Regions from separate parts of the Mus musculus genome. Here all the other regions are linked to region 1. Evidence: chromatin contacts called from public HiChIP or PLAC-seq data. All regions are on one chromosome and are shown on one strand. The core of a region is the stretch at or near the end of the contact, and the rest is flanking DNA. Distances in the headings are between cores, read along the strand shown. Region 1 overlaps Gm4681 (a long non-coding RNA gene). Region 2 overlaps Mbnl2 (muscleblind like splicing factor 2). Region 3 overlaps Mbnl2 (muscleblind like splicing factor 2).

The links. HiChIP or PLAC-seq counts read pairs in DNA pulled down with a chosen protein or histone mark.
Region 2: an H3K27ac HiChIP or PLAC-seq map of embryonic fibroblasts shows a contact between it and region 1, with 7 times the contacts expected there. The contact joins two enhancer-like sites. A contact is called at or near these places in 7 of 484 Hi-C or Micro-C datasets (Sertoli cells, bone marrow-derived macrophages, cerebral cortex and 4 more) and 8 of 115 datasets of contacts at active chromatin or transcription factors (bone marrow-derived macrophages, embryonic fibroblasts, embryonic stem cells and 3 more).
Region 3: a contact with region 1 is called in an H3K27ac HiChIP or PLAC-seq map of embryonic fibroblasts, with 22 read pairs. The contact joins two enhancer-like sites. A contact is called at or near these places in 7 of 484 Hi-C or Micro-C datasets (the N1E-115 cell line, bone marrow-derived macrophages, embryonic fibroblasts and 4 more), 11 of 115 datasets of contacts at active chromatin or transcription factors (bone marrow-derived macrophages, craniofacial prominence, embryonic basal ganglia and 7 more) and 2 of 9 other capture datasets (adipose tissue and pancreatic islet).

Annotation. Positions count from the first base shown.
Region 1 is chr14:120,136,076-120,140,331 of GRCm38.p6, forward strand. It overlaps Gm4681 (a long non-coding RNA gene), which reads right to left. Exons shown (of 7, transcript XR_001781467.2): 2 at 1-21. Among named protein-coding and RNA genes, the nearest start is that of Gm4681, 3.9 kb to the right of the region's middle. Within about 2 kb of position 1,881, at least 195 of the 459 cell types and tissues checked have an H3K27ac peak or open chromatin away from gene starts, as enhancers often do. A contact at or near this core is called in bone marrow-derived macrophages, embryonic fibroblasts, granulosa cells and 3 more, where this site is marked.
Region 2 is chr14:120,323,426-120,327,681 of GRCm38.p6, forward strand. Mbnl2 (muscleblind like splicing factor 2) reads left to right here. Exons shown (of 8, transcript NM_207515.2): 2 at 1,369-1,987. The coding sequence starts at 1,814. Among named protein-coding and RNA genes, the nearest start is that of Gm52122, 5.3 kb to the left of the region's middle. Within about 2 kb of position 1,811, at least 114 of the 459 cell types and tissues checked have an H3K27ac peak or open chromatin away from gene starts, as enhancers often do. A contact at or near this core is called in bone marrow-derived macrophages, embryonic fibroblasts, muscle stem cells and 1 more, where this site is marked.
Region 3 is chr14:120,291,223-120,295,478 of GRCm38.p6, forward strand. All of the region lies in intron 1 of Mbnl2 (muscleblind like splicing factor 2), which reads left to right. All of the region lies in intron 2 of Gm52122 (a long non-coding RNA gene), which reads right to left. Among named protein-coding and RNA genes, the nearest start is that of Mbnl2, 18 kb to the left of the region's middle. Within about 2 kb of position 1,774, at least 77 of the 459 cell types and tissues checked have an H3K27ac peak or open chromatin away from gene starts, as enhancers often do. A contact at or near this core is called in embryonic fibroblasts, granulosa cells, muscle stem cells and 2 more, where this site is marked.

The DNA.
Region 1 (4,256 bases), core at 631-3,130:
TTCTTTTCTCCATTGCCCTACCTGGTATAAAATAAAACAGAGACCACTGAAGTTCTTACTAGTAAGGTAGATTGATTAGTTTTTGAAATTGCTGCAATCAAATGCCTGGCAAGAAGCACATTGAAGGAGAAAATAATTTTAGCTCCTGGTGTGAGAGTGTGGGTCATCGTGTAGGTGAACCAGAACAGCAGGAGTATAGGGGATGCTTGCTTACATCTTAACAGATGGCACACAGAGAGACTGGGGTCAGAAGTAGGACTGAGCTATGACCCAAAGGACCTGACTCCCCACGACCCCTTTTCTTCAACCAACCACAGTTTCATAATCACCCAAAGAGCACCGAACTTCAAGCCAAGAAGCATTCAAACACGTGAACTTGTTTAGAATATCTTCTATTGAAACTGTATCCTAAGAAAAGTGGCAGGGGAGACCAGAAAAGTGAGGGTAATGCTTTTGTTATTTTGTTATTAGTTTTATTATTTTGTTTCTTTTTGTTTTCTTTGAAGGGTGTAGGAGGAAGAGGTTTCTCCCTGCTGAGATGACAGCATCTAAGGCTTCAGTGTCCCCTCCCCACAGTTCTTCCCTGAAATCCTGTGAGTTCTTGTCCTAACAGCACTGCAGACTGGCAGAGCTCCATCATAGCTTACCATACTTTCATTCATTTATGACTGGCAAGGGCTGTGCATCCAGAAACTCTGCAAGATATGGTCTCGGTCTACACGTTGGCTATGACTGACAAAGGAGGTCTGATGACATTCATCACCAGGTCAGGGTGGACAACTTTGGGCTTCCTTGGCTCCTGTGCGGTATTGTGTTCTCATGAGCAGAGTCTCTGGGTACTCTGTGCAGACCGAGGAGAGTTCTGGAAGAGGTGCTAATGTATGCTTGGCAGTAGCTACTGAATGTGATAATCAGGCTCCGACTCTGCGGCGCTGACTCAGCTTTTTTCCTGCCAGGATGTGAAAGGTACCATCCAAAGACTGAGAACAGACACGTGGTGGTCATCTTGCTGTCTCCAGAGATCTATTCTTATTTGGTTGAAAAGCCCAGAACATCATCTATAAAATAAGAGGACGGTGCCTTGGAATCTCTACGGTGACTTTCAGTTCTTATCAGGTTTAATTGTGAAAGTTCCAGTTGAACTGTCAGAATGACAGCGATGCTTCATAACCCAGTGTGAAATAAAAATTTTTAAATACTTTTATGGGCTGGAAAATACCATTAATCCACATCCAGATTGGACAAGAGTGAACTGTCTCCCTCACTTCACACCAGGAGGCATCCAAAAAGTACAACTCTAAAGGGTTGGTCCAAATTGAAGAAAAATTTCTCTGGTGATCTGGACTATTGTTTCTGGGCCCTAAGAGGAGGGGATAACCCTGCTCCATCTTAAAATGTCAATCTCTAGAGCCTTCACTGTGTCTAGTTAGGAAAGACCAACACATGGGGTACGTTTCAACAAGTCAGAGTTTAAAACCTTGAAGGTCAAAGCAGAATACAGCTAAAAGATCTATGATCTTGAAGGAGCTGGAAGCTGGGGCTGCACTCTGGAAACCAGGCATTGCCACCCACCACGTCGATAGCTGGGCTTGAGGAGGTGTGGCGCCACTGGAAGACCATAGCCAGCTGCCCATCTCCACACCACTTCCTCTCAGTTAGTCCACTCCCCCTCCATACACACACTCCAAGCCTTGCATCTCTTAACCGGAAAACAGGAAGGCTCCTCCTACTTTTTAGGGTTGTACACAGACTTTCCCAGCGCCTCCAAGACTGGACGTGTACGTGTCCTTTTCTAGTCTCCGCCTTCCTCTTAACACTGGCTCAGTTGGAGCTCCAGGAAGTCAATGGTTTCCTTTCCTGAAGCGAGCTGGTAGCAGCCTGGTGTTGCATAACCTGCAGGATGAGCGCTGGGCCCCGAGGGAGCCAGCGCTGGCCTCGCAGACAGGCTGGCGCGAGTCCGGCATTCCGTCCAGCAGGGGGCAGCAGAGCTCGTCGGCGCCGCTGCGCAGCCCGTCTGGGAGACTGGAGCCATTACAACCCCTCCGGGAAAGGCTGGAGTCCTCAAGCATCCCATTCTCATTTGTGGAAGCATTTTTCCAGCCTCGTTTAAGCTAGGACACAGTGTTTCGGCAGCTGATGCGTAATCGCTTTGGTTTTTGGGGTTTTTTTTGTTTTTTTACTTTCTTGCTCTGCTTTTGTTCAGTTTTAAAGAGGCATTAATTACGTTCCTAGTCATATCAATGCGCACCAGACACCTTGTATTTCGTTATAGCATCCCTTCATCATCTTTGCTCCAATTTCCAGATGATAACCGTGCTATAAGTAACTGAAAGATGTAACTATTTCAAAACAGGGCTGAGACTGGGGCTGGAGCGAATAAGGAAAGGATGTATGGGTTGGTTTTGGGAGGTTGTTTTGTTTTGTTTTGTTTTCCTTCTGTTTTTAACAGTCTTCTGTCCAGACGTATTGGACATGATGTAATAAAAGCCCGATGTAGGTCCAGCGCTTTTATAAATGCTTGAGGATAGGAACTAAAATGATATTGGAAGATTTCTTGAACTGAAAGACAACATATAATTCAGTTTTTCCTTTGAGCAGTTGACCCAGGCACGGGTGGGGGGTCTATGATCTTCACCCCAGAACTGCTGGATCACAGCCTGACGTTCCTCAGCTCCCCAGACGGTTTCTGTGTGCTTGGAAGTCTGGGGAACAGCCTGGGGGGGGGGGGCTCCTAGTTTGCCTTCAAATTTTGGAAGGCCTGGGCTGGAAAGATGGCTAAGCAGTTAAAAGCACTAACTGCCCTTCCAGAGGTCCTAAGTTCAAATCCCAGCAACCACATGGTAGCTCACAACCATCTGTAATGAGATCTGATGCCCTCTTCTGGTGTGTCTGAAGACAGGTACAGTGTACTTACATATAATGAATAAATGGATCTTTTTTTAAAAATTGGAGGGCCAATATCTGAAAAATCTTGAGTGTATTTGTTTGACCTTGTTCGGAAGGGCAGGAATAGCTTCAGTATATATGACCCCTGAAAAAAGAGGAGATTCTCCAGTTCCCCAGAAGAAAAGGGAATTGTGGGTTGGGGGGGTGGGGTTTATCTCAAACCTACTGGCTTCATACTAGTTACCAGCAAGTTCAAACTGGGATGTCTCACCTAAAAACTTCTTCCCTCTGATTCTTATTACTTGTAAGATAGGGATGTGGTTTTTAAAACCCACTGGGTTGTGATCCCCTCCCTCGCCGCATGGCCGTATGTGTGTGTGTGTGGAGGGGTGAGTGTGAGTGTGGGTGTTTGTGTGGGTATCTTGTACAACTCATTCACGGATACAAACAGTGGCAAAGGTGCAGGGTGATGTGGTTTGCCCCGTGGTAAGCGTCATCACAGTCAGAAGAAGCTACTATCAGAGGGATCATCACAGTGGTCCGAAGGTCCGGAGAGACTCCGTGGTGTTAGAGCACAGTGCGAGGACAGATGCGATAGACAAAAGGAGGAGAGGGCAAAATTCACACTAGCACCCAGACAACGAAGGGCAGACGTTCCCCTACCAGACCCTTAAAAATATTGGTTCTTTCGCAGCAATGCTAGAGTTGTGAGTTTCAGACCCTTCGAGGCAAGCCCTTTGAGTCAAGCGGAACCAGCACAGTCAGGCCGAGGGAGCCCAGTCAAGCCTAGCGCCGGAACCGCAGCCTGTCTACGGCTTCTCGTCACATGGGCACAATTAGCCGTGAGTGGAAACAATGAGACAGCCCCAAAGAAGATCACAACATGAATGTGACCACTGGACCTCGAAGCGGCACTTGTCTTTTCAACACCATGTTATTAACCAGGAAGGCAGGAGTGGCCTCCCCTGGGAGGCAGGCGCCAGCTCCAGGCAGCCTGAGGCCCTGTGCTGGCTAGGAATCCTCCCTACGCAGGACATCAGAGAGATCAGCACGGGATGTCCGGTGGACCCAGCAGGCTCTCTGTAGCGTGGTGGGTTGAAGTCACAGGATCACCGAGGAGCTGCAAACTCAGCCAGCTGGCCTTGTCGCCTCCATTTTCATCTCCCTCTGTCTCCCCTGCAGAGTCTCAAGTAGGTGAGATCTCAGATCCTTGAGAACAGTCTAACCTTGGAGTCTGCCCTGAGTGCCATTTCTTAAGTGGTATTAATTATGGAAAGTGCATGATAGACAGTAACCCATTGTGTCAAGTCTGCCTGACAGTATGTTTTCACAACGTGACATTGGCCTGCTACTGAACAGCAAGGAAAGTT
Region 2 (4,256 bases), core at 561-3,060, 190 kb after region 1:
TTAGAAGGACATCAAGGCTTACATACAATGTCTGCAAATGATTAATTTACTTTTATTTGTGTTTATCTTTATAATGTTCAATTTTAATGTTACTAATTTCATGATCTTTGAAGAAGGAAAACAGCTGAAATCTTCTGTTCTTAGACATCTTACAGTGTGTTACAGGCATGCCTTTTAATCTTCACATTCTAAATAGAGTTTTTTAAAGTTCATTAACATTTTTAAACTTCTCTGTATGAGGGGTGTGTGGAGGTCAGAGGTCAGAGGACAACTTCCAGAGTCAGTTCTCTCCTTGTACAATGCGGGTCTCAGAGATCAAACTCAGGTTGTAAGACTTGGCAGCAAACATCGTTACCCACTGACCCATCTCCCAGCCTGGAGAGGATATTGGGTTGTGTCTCAACTAAAGCTAAGCTGAACCTGATGGACGTTAACTTGCGTTCATCAGATCCTAAGTTTAATTGGTCAATGAGCACTTCTTGGGATCCTAATAGATGCCGTGAACTAAGGCATCTGGGTGGCAGAAACTTCAAAGAATTGTCCTTAACCTAACAGTGTGTTGCAGGGAAGGCAGGCACCAAGCAAACAGCAGAAGCAAAGAGATATTGAGAGTTCAGAGAGCAGATATCAGGAGGCCCGGTCTATCAACCCCAGCATCAAATATCTGTAAACTCAAAAGAACTCAAGGAATAGAGAACCCATCCTTCACCCAAAATAATATCTCCATTTTGTAGGAGAGACACATCCCTACAGTTGTTTATAGCCTTCCCAACAATAAAATCAATGACCTAAATGTGAAATTAATTGAGAACCACATTTCTAATACACTGTTTGGTGATTAAGCACATTAGATGGAATTGTTTCAAGGGCCTAATTACTGTGTCTGCCACACTCATCTGTCTGAGTCACTCCTAACTCTTGGAGTGTTGCCTAGATTAGTCTGCACTGAGTGTGTTGCCCCTTCCCCTTTCCTCCTCCTCCTCCCCATCCTCCTTCTCCTCTCCCCCTCCTCCTCCTCCTCCTCTTCTTCCTCCTCCACTTTGTACCACCTTCCTTGTGATACTGAAAGCTCTGAGGTCTAAACCATACTTCCACAAACTCTATATCTGAGCTTAGTGGACAGGTCAAGTGTTTGATTCCTCTAAGTACAGACGACGCAAGTCGATGTCATACTGTTTTGCAGGTTTGTGGTTTAAAGTTGTCCCGGAGATCACTCTCATTGGCACCAGCCCTCAGGGAGTCCTTCATGTGTTTAGCTCTTGGGGTTTTCGGGTTTTTTGTTTGGTTGTTTGGTTTTCGTTGAATGTACTTTTCCCTGACCCTTTGAGTGAATGAAGTGATCTGATTTTGCTAATCGTTTAATTTCAGAATTTAAAGAGGACGAAGGAAGGAAAGCGCCATCCTGCTCAAATACAAAGATCTAAGAGGGTTGTTTTCCCACATCCTCCAAAGCTGTGAGCATTAGAACTAATATTTTCCCAAAGAGTGCCATCGTATTAAAGCCACTTTATTAAGGAGGGGTGTATCTGCAAAACAGTCAAGAGACTAGAACCCTGGGAGCCAGAGATGACAGTGAGCACGCACTGCTTGTGGCTCACAGTCTTCCAGTGGGGCCTATCGATCGGTGACTGACTTCCTGCTTGCTGACACATTCCCCCTCCCCGGTTTCCTGGATTGGACTGCATTAAAGAATTCACTGCTTACCTTCAAACTTACATGTTGGAGTTTTCACGGCGGTTGTTTTGAGATCATTGAGACTCGGATTGATTTCGACATTTAACCGAAAGGAACAGAGCCCAAAGTAGTTCTCATCATGGCCTTGAACGTTGCCCCCGTGAGAGACACAAAGTGGCTGACGCTGGAGGTCTGCAGACAGTACCAGAGAGGAACGTGCTCACGCTCCGACGAAGAATGCAAGTTTGCTCACCCCCCCAAAAGTTGCCAGGTTGAAAATGGAAGAGTAATTGCCTGCTTTGATTCCCTCAAGGTAAGATGATCATTTTACATGTCGCCTCCAGCTTGCGTAGGGCTCTCAAGGAGAGCACTGCATTGAGCTCTGCAGGGTTTGCCGTTCAGATCGGTTCTGTCTTCCTTGTGGTGGCTACTGGGAGGTTTATGTTGTCTTTTGGTTTGGTTTTCACTGAAACTTATTTATACTAGGCATACAAAAATTTTTTTTTCCATATCTGTGTTTAAATTAAAAATACATGGTGGTGTATTTCTGGTCTGGTTTGACATTCAGGTGCCCAAGAGTTTCAAATCAAAGTCAGGCCTTTGACAACGGCAGTAAACGTTTTATTAACACATGATCTTCTCCGGGTTACATGAAGGTGAGGAAGCCGACCCTGTCACTCTCATGTGCCAGTCACTCTGACTCACATCTCAGTTCCTCTTCTTGTGGCTTCTGTTCTTGACTAGAGCCTTCCTAAAATGCTTCCTGGGGGTGGGGGTTCATTCTTTCTTGAAAATGTTTTATGGCTGGCAGAAATTACTGAGTGTACCCTCAAAGTTAGGTTCTTGAAGGACCTCCTCTCTGTAAGGAACATCACGGAGGAATCCAGTGTGACTCAGATGTCCACTTGATGAGCTCATGTCTGGAGGGAAAGTAGGGCACAGTGACAAGTAATTGTGGTGCAGGGAAGAAAGACAGAACACTTCCATGGGAGACCTCAGAAGAGAGCTGGCTTCCACCTGACAGGAATGCTTGTGGAGGCTGGCCTGCCCCAGTCGTATATTGAGTTGGGTAGAGTTTGGGTTGAAGAAATGGGAGAATTCAATGAAAAACTATGCTTGGAAGAAGTGGGATGGGTTGGCTGAGAGTTCTCTGAGGTTTACTATAACCCTACAATTATGCTGCTTTGAATTCCAGATCGGCTTAGGTAGTCTTAAGGGCGTTGTGATGGCTAAGACACTTAGCTTGATGTTTTTGCCTGTGAAAAACTCCAATATGCTTACCAATTTTAAAGCATATTACGAATGCTTTCAATTTCCTTTCTGAGAAATCATGGTGCTATGAATGCATGGACCCCATTCTCAGGTGTTGAAGAGACTGGGTGCTTAAGGTGATTAAATCATATGTGGAAAATTATGTCTCAAAGCAGGGAAATAATTCAGTTTGCAAAGGCCTTGTGAGGACCTGGGTTTATGCCTAAAACTCACATGAGGAAATAAAAGGAGGTACCCGGTCAGTGCTTGGGAAGTAGAAGAGGGGCATGCCTGTGGCCTGGTTAACAGGTTCCAGGCCATGAGAGATGCTGCTTCTATGGAAGGTGGATTGCATCCAAGGAACAACACTTTGAACCCACATGCACACCACAGACAGACAGACAGACAGACACACACACACATACACACACATACAATCCACTCTCTTCTCTCTCACACACACATGTGCACAATGTACACATGTATACCAAACACACCACATACACTACACACACACATAAACCATACATATGCTCACACACATACACACAGTCATACACACACTCACACACATACCATACACATTTTCACACACCATATACAGGTACATATACACCACACACACACACACACACACACACACACACACACACACACACACACTCACAAACATGAACACACACCATATACACTGGAACACACATATACACAAATTATGTCTTAAAAGACATAATTCTAACTTATCAATCTTGTAAATATGTCTTCAAACCAATGTTAATATTTGCATATCTTGAAAAAGGAAACTCTGTCTACATACTAAAAGCAGAAGAACCTATTTTTAGCCCAAGAGAAGAAAAGCTTGGGAAATCAAATGGGAACTCCATATAGTAAGCTACCACGGTTTTAGACCCTTTCGTCAGAAAAGGCTTTTCTGACTAGACTAAGCAAAAGCTAGACAGATAACTCATAATTGATCTGAACCGTAGTAATTTAAGTCCATTTCTGCATTTTTTATTTCCCCTTTCGTTGAGAGAGGAAAGGCAATCTGAACTTACCTTTTCACCCCTCACCAATGGAAGTGTCCTGTAAAAGCAGTGGACATTCAAAGCTGGCTTCTGGAAGCCTCAGATATAAGACACTATTTCTCAATTCCCCAGGGGAGATAACACCACCCACACACCCACTGATGACATTATCCATATAAAATCTGTCACATTAAATGCATACTCAGAAGTGTCCTAACGAATGCGCAAGATCCCTGTCACTCTCGAGGTATTGCTAAGGACCCCAGCCGGTGAGTGACCCAAGGTCACCCAGCTTGCCAATGGCAG
Region 3 (4,256 bases), core at 524-3,023, 160 kb after region 1:
GGGAAGGCTTCCTGGAGGAGACAACGTCTCCAGTGGCCTCCGGGAAGTCCCAGGGCATGCCATGAACTTCGGAAGCACCCAGGCATACATACTCTTTGGACCACAGCCTGTCTGCCAGTTGGAGCTTGGCGTGGGCCGAGTTGCAGGTGTCTCTGAATGCTAGCTACAGCTTGGGCCTCAGACTTCATTAGAGTGCAGCAGCCACCAGGTGTTTGTGAACAGATGTGAGATAGGATCAGTCGTAGCCTGAGGCTGATTTAGACCCAGGTGAGGGGTACTTGGGTGAGCCCCGAAGGCTCCAGGAGCTGGAATGTTGAAGAACCAGGAAGTGATGTACTGATGCAGAGCCAGGACCAGGGGCTTGGGTGGGACTTACTGGAGGGTAAGGGAAATAGTATAGAGAGGACCTGGAGACACAAACAGACACACCAGAGACGCTCGGTGACGTGGATGGGGAGCCGGTGTCGGAGGCTGGGGTTCCAGGTGTTGTGAGAAGGGTGGGTGTAGGCTTTGTGATGTGCAGACCGTGGTGTGAATTTGGTATTTATCTGCAGAAGGCTGATATTTGAGGTGAAAACAGGAGTCTATTAAGGACACAAGGAATCTAGAAAAAAGTTGATGGCACAGCCTCAGAGAATGCATATTTAAGGGGATAGCCTAGGCTCTTTGTGGACATACACATACACAGCAGATGATGACATTTCAAAGAGTGTACCTAGGCCCAGGTGTGTGGGCCTTGTGACATCTCCCAGTACCTTGGAGTCTGTATAATAGATGATGTTTTCCACTTTACCCTACATTAAGGGCTTAGATAACCAAAGGGTTGTGAGAAATAATGGCAGATTCTGAAGTTGGAGAAAGATGGGAGCTGGGCATGTAGTCCTGGCGTGAGGGGGGTTAAAAAGGCAAGCCTGGCCTTTGGAAACACATTAGGAAGAATTGTGAGTGGAACACTGGACTACAAGTTCCTGCAAGTATGGAATGTATAACTGTTGAAAAGTGTGTGGTGTTTATGGCAATCAAAGGAGGTGCAGTGGGCAGGGGAGAGGCAACAGGGTTAAGGTGGTTGGTGGGTCTTGTGGGGGAGGTGTGCTAGGCTGACAGAGGACACTGCTGACCTTTGAGTCAGAAGCAGCTTCTGGGAATGGAGCGCCTGAAGCCACAGGGAAGAAAGAGTTTGAGAGCAGTTACAGGAAGAGGTTTGATTCTTCCATGGTGGGGAAGGTGAAAAGAGTCAGGTAAATCTAATGGCAGGTGGTAAATCGAGATCTCGGTGCTTCTCCAGGAAGTGTCCAGGGTTTTGTCGGACGTACGTTGTTCTCATTAGACTAAGTGTGTTGAGGAGAGGCCAGCGGGCTGCTCTGATCCCCATTTCTAATTGAAGGTGAGCTTTGTATCATTTACAGGCTTAGCCATGACTCAGAAACACAACTCAGAAACACGGCTGCTGTCAGCATGGTGGGGCAACATTGTCTTTCTTTTGCTATTTTCCCTTGAGTTTTGCTCATTCCCTGGGTCAGAGCATTGCTCCTTTACTTACTATAAGCTATCATGAGAGATGTGTGTGTGGACGCTGCTAAGTGTGTCCTGTAGTAATCCTCACGTATGGCACGTATAAGCTGTTGTCTGGCAACCAGTACAACCCCAACAAATATTTTCAAGATAAGATGGAATGAATGAAGTATTTTATTATCAAGGCAGGCATTTCTTTAGATGAGGATTAGCTATGAGTCAGACTCACACAAATCCGTGCCTCATCATCCGCCCAAACATAGGCAGAACTTTCCATTGCAGTGTAAACTGAATCCATTGTCACCCTGGGAGTGCAGTCCTGTGAAGCAGTCCTGTGAAGCTTTATAGTACTGAAGGGAGGCCAGCTCTGCCCTAGAATCTCCAACCAGGGATCTTATTATTTATTTATTTATTCAAACTTTACAGAGGAATGCTGGTGGATAAGGGGAGTGGTCAGAGAAAGGCTAGGGCTAAAATGCTGAGCTGGGAGTTGTCTAGAGTGTCTGACATTTTTTAGAAGCAAATTCTAGTTGCTTCATCGACACAGAAGTGACACTTTTGGTTGTGTCCCTCTGCAGAGGAACAACTCACAAAATAGATTGGCCAGTTTCTTCCCCTTTGAGAGACTAGCCACTTGAAAACCTAATCAAAGACAAGCACGCTATGGTCAAGGCCAGAGTGAGGTTTGAAGGATGTGACAAGGCCAAGTATCTATAACACACCTGCTTTACCCAACAGTGACTCCAGGAGAAGAAAGACATCGCTTTTGCCATCCCCATTGCAAAAGCTGATTGATCACAGTGCTCTCAAGACTTGGTTTTGTTGGCAGCTCAAACTCTTTGGAAGCTTGAATTAAAAAACAAACAAACAAAGAAAAACTTAAACCAAACCAACCAACCAACCAACCAACCAAACAAACAAACAAAAAAAAAAAACAAAAGGAGATTTTTTTGGCCTGTGCCCCAAAACACTAAATTGAGATATCTGGGGTGGAGCCCAGGAGTCTACATTTATTGGAAGAATCCAGAGGTTTAGACACATTCTTCACTGACCTCCTAGCTCTCGTTCCTAGAGGCTGTTCAAGCTCCACATTCAAACACTGGCCTTGTTGCAGGATGGAAGCACAACTTTAGGCAACTTTGCTAATCTATTTGAACTTCAGTTTCCCCATCTTTCAAATAGGATGGGTTATCTACTTCTCTGATGAGTAGGATTAAATGTGATCACCTACATAAAAGGCATTTAAAACCCAATTTTAAAGATCATGTACATAATAGTTAAGATATATTTTTGGGGGTGGGTATACTCCTAACAGCCCTCCAAGCAGTCTAGGATGATCAGTGATTTCAACTCAAGCATTTTTGCAAGTTCAACTCTTGTTTTCCCTCACAAAGACCCCGTTGTTCTCTCAGCAGAACGCAGAAGGCCTTACATGATGCAAAAAGAATTTTATGCTAGGCTTTGGGGTATGTTTACATTTGGTGGAAATGGTGAGCCCCTGAAACATGCTATCTCGGACTAAAGGAGTCATTGTATTTCTAACATAGTTGAAATGTGGTTGCTTTTGGAAACAGGAGGGTCTATATCTGAAGGGTTTCACAATGTGCATGTGTGAAAATGGAGCACTTGAACAGTCTCCATAGTCGGCCATTCCTTGAGCTGTTTTGGCACAGATAAAACTAATTCTGTCTCCACTCAGCCTGTTTTTAGGTTGTTTAAGCAGATGGTAAGTAGACCATGTTAGGACCCAACTCCTGAATTTAAACTTTGGAGATGAATGAATGAGTGCAGGACTTTCTCTGGAGCTAAGAAAGTCTCTGGTGGCATCTGTCAGTCAGTCATTCTGGCACTCGAGCCCTGGAGGAAGGTCAATGGCTTTGTTGTCCAGAGAGAGAATAAGCAAGGGTGCTTGTTTCCAGGTGCTTCCTGGAACCAGACCCCACTTCCTTCCTGAATGTGGTGACCTAGTTGCCTGTGTTAGAAGAAGTCACTTCCACCCCCCATCAATAGCAGAGAGACTTTTGAAAGTTAGGTGTTGGCCGGAGCTCTGGGTCATACAATTTGGACCATGCACAAAGAACGAAGTGTGGTTAGAATCCATTCGATCAACGCACAGGGCGAAACAGGAGCAGAATAGTGGAAAAGAAACTCAAAAACAGAGGGAGTGAAAACAGAAGTGTATAATACCCTGGTACCTAAAATCTTTCCAGCTTTTACTTGAGAAAGGTTTTCAAAATATGTCCCAATCAAAATATAACTAACAGTTTTCAAATACATTCTGAATCATCTTCACAAAGCCCAGTCCCTCCCTTTAGAGAATATGGATTAAAATCTGTTTGTTTCATGTCCTGTTAGCATGGAAAGGAAGCATAAGAAAATGATCGACAGCCAATCAAGAAGTCAGAAATAACACCTACGGATCAACCCACAAATGCATAAGAGCATACATACACATGCACACGTGCACACATACATACACGCACATGTGTGTGTGTGTGTGTGTGTGTGTGTGTGTGTGTGCCAAAGACGGAGAAGCCTGACTGACTCTGTGTTAATCCCGGATAGGTGAATAGAGAAGTATTCATGTAAAATAGAAGACAGGAAGGCCAAGCTAAGGTAGGCAAGTTGGGTCTGACTGCAGCTGGAGTAGGCCTTGCTTGAGTTAAGTAGTATACCTGGAATAGACAGCCGTGCCAGAGAGTTGAATACATCCTCTATCAAAGGAAACTGCTCGAACAAAAGCC